Regions from separate parts of the Mus musculus genome. Here region 2 is linked to region 1. The links are chromatin contacts, called in public HiChIP or PLAC-seq maps. All regions are on one chromosome and are shown on one strand. Each heading gives the region's core, a stretch centred on a gene start, on an enhancer-like site or on the middle of the called end of the contact. The rest is flanking DNA. Distances are from core to core; before and after follow the strand shown. Region 1 has its middle 22 kb from the start of 4930556A17Rik. Region 2 overlaps Gm20755 (predicted gene, 20755).

Evidence for each region. HiChIP or PLAC-seq counts read pairs in DNA pulled down with a chosen protein or histone mark.
Region 2: a contact with region 1 is called in a RAD21 HiChIP or PLAC-seq map of pro-B cells, with 3 times the contacts expected there. The contact joins two enhancer-like sites. A contact is called at or near these places in 2 of 39 promoter capture datasets (the C10 cell line and hippocampal neurons), 1 of 15 datasets of contacts at CTCF or cohesin (pro-B cells), 3 of 484 Hi-C or Micro-C datasets (cerebral cortex, cortical neurons and large pre-B cells) and 1 of 115 datasets of contacts at active chromatin or transcription factors (CD8 T cells).

What each region holds. Positions count from the first base shown.
Region 1 is chr3:37,804,394-37,807,792 of GRCm38.p6, reverse strand. No RefSeq gene overlaps it. Among named protein-coding and RNA genes, the nearest start is that of 4930556A17Rik, 22 kb to the left of the region's middle. Within about 2 kb of position 1,897, at least 82 of the 459 cell types and tissues checked have an H3K27ac peak or open chromatin away from gene starts, as enhancers often do. A contact at or near this core is called in pro-B cells, where this site is marked.
Region 2 is chr3:37,951,194-37,954,592 of GRCm38.p6, reverse strand. All of the region lies in intron 2 of Gm20755 (predicted gene, 20755), which reads right to left. Among named protein-coding and RNA genes, the nearest start is that of Gm22899, 42 kb to the left of the region's middle. Within about 2 kb of position 1,497, at least 3 of the 459 cell types and tissues checked have an H3K27ac peak or open chromatin away from gene starts, as enhancers often do. A contact at or near this core is called in pro-B cells, where this site is marked.

The DNA.
Region 1 (3,399 bases), core at 648-3,147:
GTTGTTGTTGTTGTTTGTTTTGTTTTGTTTTGTTTTTTTGAAACAGAGTCTCTCAGAAAACCTAGTAGTTCCCAATTTAGGGAGAGAAAGCAGTCAGCAAGCCCCAGCTGCCTCTCCCTCCCCAAGGCTGCGATTACAGGAGCACACACCACACTCGGGCTTTTAGGAGTGTTAGAGATGTGAACTAGGCTCCTCATGCTTGTACATCAAGTTCTTTACCAACTGAGCCATCTTCCAGGCCTCCCAACAAACAATTAATTTCTTAAAGGATTTTCTATCCAGCTATCTTTTTGCATAATACTTTGTTAATACTTTGGGATTTGGTGCATGTGTACAACCTGTTTGGCTCATATTCACCAGCTCCTCCTCCCATGCTGTAACCCACAGAGTCCAGTTTGTGCTGCCTATACATTGTCCATAGACACATGCATGTAAGGGTATCCCTGGAGATCCACCTATCAGGAGGCACATCAAAAAACAAACAAACAAACAAACAAACAAACAAACAAACAAACAAACCTGTCTCCAGATATGGCAGCAAATGCTTTTTATCCCAGCCGTAGTGGGTGGAGGCAGGGGGATCTTGATCTTGTCAGCTCTACACACATTTGGTCTACATAGAGAGTTCTAAGACAGAGCTACCTAATGAGACCCTGTCTGGAGAGAGGGAGGGGGAGGGGGAGGGGAGGGGGAGGGGGGAGAGGGAGAGCTGAGTCTTTTTCCCCTAGAAGCCATCCTCTGCCTGAGGTTCCTGGGCAGGCCTGTGTACACCTCCACTCCATGTGGTATCCAGCAATCTTGAAATGATTATCTGTGGACTCCTAGATTTTCCTAACTCATGCAACCAAAGCATTTTCCAAGCGCAGCTCATTTTTACCTCCTTCCAACCTCTACAAATTGCAGTTCTTAGATGAGGGATATCTCTTAGCGAGCACAAGGCCCTGGGTTGGATCCATTGTATTAAGATTATAAAGCAATGTTAAAGTAATCATTTTCTTATTCTAAGTAGCTTTGGGGTTGTCGTCAATATTTCACAATTCAATGTTATAGTTAGTGAGGTTTTTTTCCTCAAATACCCTTTATCAATATTATGCCTTTAATTTATAAATCACTAAGTGCTCTTGCCATGACTGGATTCTGAAGTTCATCAAAGGCCTTTCTTTTTGAATTGATGGCTCTTGGCTTTGACCTGAAATCAGAAAAACAGAAATTCAACGTGGCCACAATTTTTAAAAATATATTGTTGAATTTGATTTAATTATTAATTCTAAAAATGTGTCATCTGAATTTTTGAACTTTAAATATGTCCATTTGGGAAGGTTTTTATTTTGTTTTTGTTGTTCACTTTCAGTTTTTTTTAATTTTGTTTGTTTGTTGTTTAGTTTTGTTTTGATTAATCAACGATTTCAGAAACACAAAGTGAGTAGCTGATTTTCCTCTTTGTATGTTTTGGAGTAAAATGTGCCCGATCTGTATAATAACTTCAATGTTTGGAAGATTCTTCAGTTAAAATAATCTATTCCTTAAGTTTTCCTTGTAGGAAAATGTCTTAGCTACTGGCTCAGTGTCTTTGATGGTTTTGCCACTACTAAATTTAGATTTAAAAAAAAAGAAATGGAACTTAAGAAGATTTGGCCACTACTCCATCTGCGTCTATAATATGAGACACATGACCACAGAAGGATTTAAATTCTTTTATTCTCTCCTCTTGTGACACACTTAATAGCCATCTACGGCAGCCCCATGCCAAGACACCTGTGTCGTAAGGGGCTCTGGTTACAGAGAAGGGGAAGCAGGTGAAAACGGAGTGTTTCTCTTGGCTGGGACAGCTGCTTCCTGTCACTGCCATGTGGCATGTCATCTTCCTGCATCTCCTCGCCTGATGCCACAGTGGTTATGAGCAATGGATGTGGGTTTCCCTTCCCAGAGACAGCAGGACCGCCTCAGTGTAAGGCACTACTCACTAACTCCCACCATACAACCTCCTGAGGAATGTCCACCTGCAGATCTTCCACAAGCGCTGTTGTGGTGGTGGCAGCAGACACACACCACAGAAATGCAGACTCTCTGCTTACAAGTCACACAAGCCACCCCATGTGTTGCTCATCTCAGGAGGGTGGGACCTGATCAGTTCACCCAGTCCTCTAAACCTCTGCTGTGTTCCGCTGCCAGAGCCCAGAATTGCCATAAAACAGGTTGATTTCAGCCTGGGTTGTGCTGGAAAACTGACATTTTGAATTCTTATTGGCACTTTGAAGAGAACATAGCCTTCTCCAGTTATTGTGCTCCTAGCACTAAAATATTGAGAAATAGACTTTCCATATGCAGTATAAGAAAAACAGCTAAAACCTAAGATGTATTCCCGCTGCCTGTAATTTTTATTAGCTTTTTAAGAAACCTCAGTGCCCATCAGACCCAGCTCTTGTTATTTTTATTGATGCCGTATAGACAATCATAATCAAAACCATGGTCAAAACTGTTCAGCCCCTCTGCTGCTGCCCCGAAATTGGCAGAAAATTCTCATTTAGAATTTGTAAGAAAAACCCAGAGGAAGCTTGCAGAAACCCTTTATGCCATATTTCCCGGCAATGGAATATTTTCCTGCCTTTGAAAGAGCAATTAAATTTTACTTGAGCAGAAGTGTAAATCCAGGTGGTGCGTGGGATACCATCCCCCTCCGGTTCTCCTTACAGACACAACAGCATGCTCATTTACAATAAGCAGGATCCTTTGTAAAGCATTGGTTTAGTTTTGTTAGTGTGTGTGTGTTAGTGTGTGTGTGTGTGTGTGTGTGTATTAGTGTGTGTTTGTGTGAGTATGTGTGAGCGTGTGTATGTGTGTGAATTTGTGTATTTCTAAGTGTGAGTGTGTATGTATGAGTATGTGTGTGTGAGTTTGTGTGTGAGTATGTATGTGTGTGTGTGTGTATGAATGTGTGTGGATGTATGTGTGTCTGTGGATGTGTGTGTGACTGTATATGTGTGTGTGCTGTGTGAGATGTGTAAATGCTGATGTGCATGTAACAAAGTGGGAGTCAGAGAACCACTTTGTGGAGTGACTCAGTTCTTTCTTCCCACCTTTTTCCCACCTGTTTCCAGGAATCGAACTCAGGTCACAATCAGCCTTGAGCAGCAACTGCTTTACCCACTTGAGCCAACCAGTCAGCCTAGTATCCCTTTCTAACCATGCTTCCAAATGTGAAGTCAGAGTCTGTGACTATAAAACACGTTCCTGTGGAGCATGAAAGGAAGAAGGTTTGGAGTAGAGCCAACTTTGCAAGCCAGGACGGATCTCGGTGTGGCCTGGTGCTTCCAGGACCCTTCCCTCAGTACTGCACTGGGCTGTGGGCAAAAACCACGGGGCAGTTCAAGACACTGAACATGGCTCAGAATTACTTCC
Region 2 (3,399 bases), core at 248-2,747, 150 kb before region 1:
AACACCCCACCCACAAGTGGTTCTAGGATGTAAAAAATTCAAACACTTAAGAAGACACTGTCTAAAAGAATAGGAACACACCATTCAAACAGAGCCCTAGGTTCCTAGGGAGACCCAGCTACATTTGAATTATCCCCCACATAGTGTTTTGCATACCTGCAGAATACAAAAATCATGAGGTTAGGGGACCTTGTGCCAAGATTTCAGCAGAAGCCTGTGAAGGTGAGAAGTATAAGGTCAATTCTCCATAGAGAGGTCCCATGAGACAATCCAGAAAGCTTTAAGGATGAAGTCTAAGTTGAAACTGAGACCACAAGATGTTGGATGCCAGCAACATGGAGCATTTTCTGAGGAAAGATGATAAAACCAAGTGGAAATGAGCCCAGAGAGAGGACACATGGGCCACAAATGGCAGGGATGTAGAGGTGGGGCTGTCCAATCTCACATCATGCCTCCAGATGTTCCAGATGCCAAACACAAAGATGTAGACCTTTGTAGCTATGGTCCTGCTGGGTTTCATCTTGCATTGACTCCATTTTCCTCTGGTGCCCCCATTCCTTACTTTACGGGTGAGGGTATTTACCCTGTTATTATATACTGGTAGTATGTAATGCGCAGCCCCTGATCAGATAGGGCTTACAGCAAAGAATTTGCCTTGAGTCTAAGAAGAGACTTTGAACTAAAACTGTTAAGATTCTAGGGACTTTTGAAGTTAGAATGTATTTTGCATTATGAGATAGTTCTGAGACTATTATGTTCAGGGCCAGGATGCTCTGGCTTGAATTTAAAATGTCTCCCACAGACTCATGTTTCAAACTCTTGTTTCTCGTGTGTTTAGAGACTTTAGGATCTTACTAATGGAAGTGGGTGTCTAGGGATGAGCCTTTGAGGTTATAGTCAGCCCTGATTCTGGCCTTGAGCTTTCTCCTTCCTATCTTTAGCATGAGACAGGAGCAGCCACTGTCTCCAAGGGCTGGCTGATTCTTTCCCCACTGTGATAGGTGAGAACCTCTGATACTATAGGCTTGAATAATGTTTCTCTCACATGAGTTGCTTCTGTCAGAAAATCTGTCAAAGCAGCAAGAAAACTAGCTAATACACCATCAGAAAGCAACTCAGTCATGGTGATTTAAAACCTGGCATATCGTGAGTCTATCTATGCTCAGTTAACTTGGGATTTATGTTCTATAAGTACTACTAACCATGTTTAGGTATCAAGGGCTACCTAAGAATATCTGTCCATTCCTCCTCATCCTCAGGAATAGGTATGGCTTTGCCTGCATTTGAGTATAGCCTGGGAAAGATGGGACAAGTGAATAGCCTAGAAAAGGTGCTTAATCCACTCAATGTCTGTCATGGCTTTGACCCAGACTGGTCTTAGCCTCCCCTGTTTGAGTTCAGAAAGGCAGTATTGTATGAGAAGGAAGGGCTGGTTGGAGGCAGAAGTCATTTTTGAGCCTCCGGATTCCCAGGGTAGACCTGAGGAGGGCACTGTGGGACCTGAGTGGAATTAGTGCCTGGCCTATAACACTGATTTTTAGATAAAATCTGTCAGTCTCCAGACCATGCTTTGTGGATCTCCATATGAGTTTTAACAGATTTTAAGAGCGGGCCTGAACAAGAAGAAATACAGCTGTCTCCTTCTGGCCTTCACTCTTTCCTGTCACCTGGTCATGACTTCCGGTCCCTGCATTCTTGGACCTCTAGATTGTTCCTTCACTTCTATTCTTGAATTCTAGTTATTTTCCTTCTTTTATCAATACAAACCTGTTTATATGGTATAACTATGTTCTTAAATGTTTTATATGGCCTGCCTGTGTTTTGTGTTGAGAGTGTCTGTTAGTCTACCCATCCTGTTGGAGACAAACCATACTTGATACCAGTATTAAGATTTTTTTAGGCTTGTCCTGAGTGGGACTATATCAGCTATCTACTGCTGTGCAGAAAACTAACTCAAAGTAGAATAGGTTCCAACTCCAGTAAGTCATCTCTACCAGCAATCTGTGCATTGGCTGGCTGGCTCCTTCAACTAGTTCATTTGAAAAGTCATGAACATTTGGAGGTTCCCAAGAGCTCTGGATCAGCAATGGCCTCTTGTAATCAGAATGGGGCCTCCTCTTTCCATGTGGCTCCTCTTGGCAACTGAGTCCCAGCCTTTGACACACATAGCTGTAGGGTTCCAGGAGAGCAAAGATGGGAGTCACATAGTAGCCTAGCCTGCATGCCTTGATTTGCACAATGTCTCTTTGGCTGTGTCTTATGGGTCAAAAAAAATCACAAAGTCAGTCTGACTTAATAGAGTTGAGAAATTGACTATTATTAGAAGGAGCTTCAGTGGCATAGCATAAAGAAGCAGGATGGCACAAAGGCAGTGCTTAAGACCAACAGTCTCAGTACATAAACTACAGGGTACCCAGTTACACGGAACTTTAAAAAGACAGCTGCATTTTCTAGCTCAGGTGTGTTCCAAATATTACACAGGACACACGCAGGCTAAACAAACAAACTAAAGCCTTCATTGTTTATCTGGCTACAAATTTACCTGTGTTGATTGTGCCTGGAAGTGCTAATTAACGGACATCGTAAATTTTGCTTACAGCCAACATTGGCTTTCAACCTCTATATAAAACAGCCACAGCTTGGTTCTTTAGGAAATCTCAATCAGTAAGTATTGCTCAATATAAGAGAAAATATATCGTGTTAGCCTCAGGAGCCCTTTCAAAATATTAGCAGACCATCAATAAAGCCTGTCAAGACAGAGTGGCTATTTCTATTGTAGTCAGCTCATCTGTTTTTGAATGTGGGATTCCTCAACTTATTGCTTCACTCAGATACATTCTCTGGCTCGACTCTCTTCCCATTCTACCAATCAGCCCATCAGACATGGCTTCCCACATGGCTGCTGGGGAGGGCTTTCCCAGAGGTTGCTCAGGTTATACCCAACCAGAGTCCTCTCTCACACACCAGGCTGTGAGGCACTAGCACAGATCTCACCCCAATGGAAAACAGCAGCACCATGACCCAAAAGAAGCAAGATATCAAACCCCGGTCAAAAGGAGCTTTATTTACAGGCAACTCAGCCACTTCAGGGAACACACCATTAATCTCACAGTATTTCTGAGAGAGCTTTGGACAGTATTATCTAATGTTGATTCCCATCTCTTATTTCTGCAGTCCTATCTTTCACTTTAATACTACATAATAGCTGTCTCCAGTTTCCATGGCTTCCTTCCTGTGCCTGGAGCCCTCAGAGCTTGTCAGAGAACCATGATTTGAATGTAAAATGCCCCCAATGACTTGTGTGTTTAAACATTTGGCCCCCAGCTGATGGCTATGGCGGAAGTTGTAGAACCTTTAGAGGTAGAGTCTTGCTAAATTAATTGGGTCACGGAGGGGGGG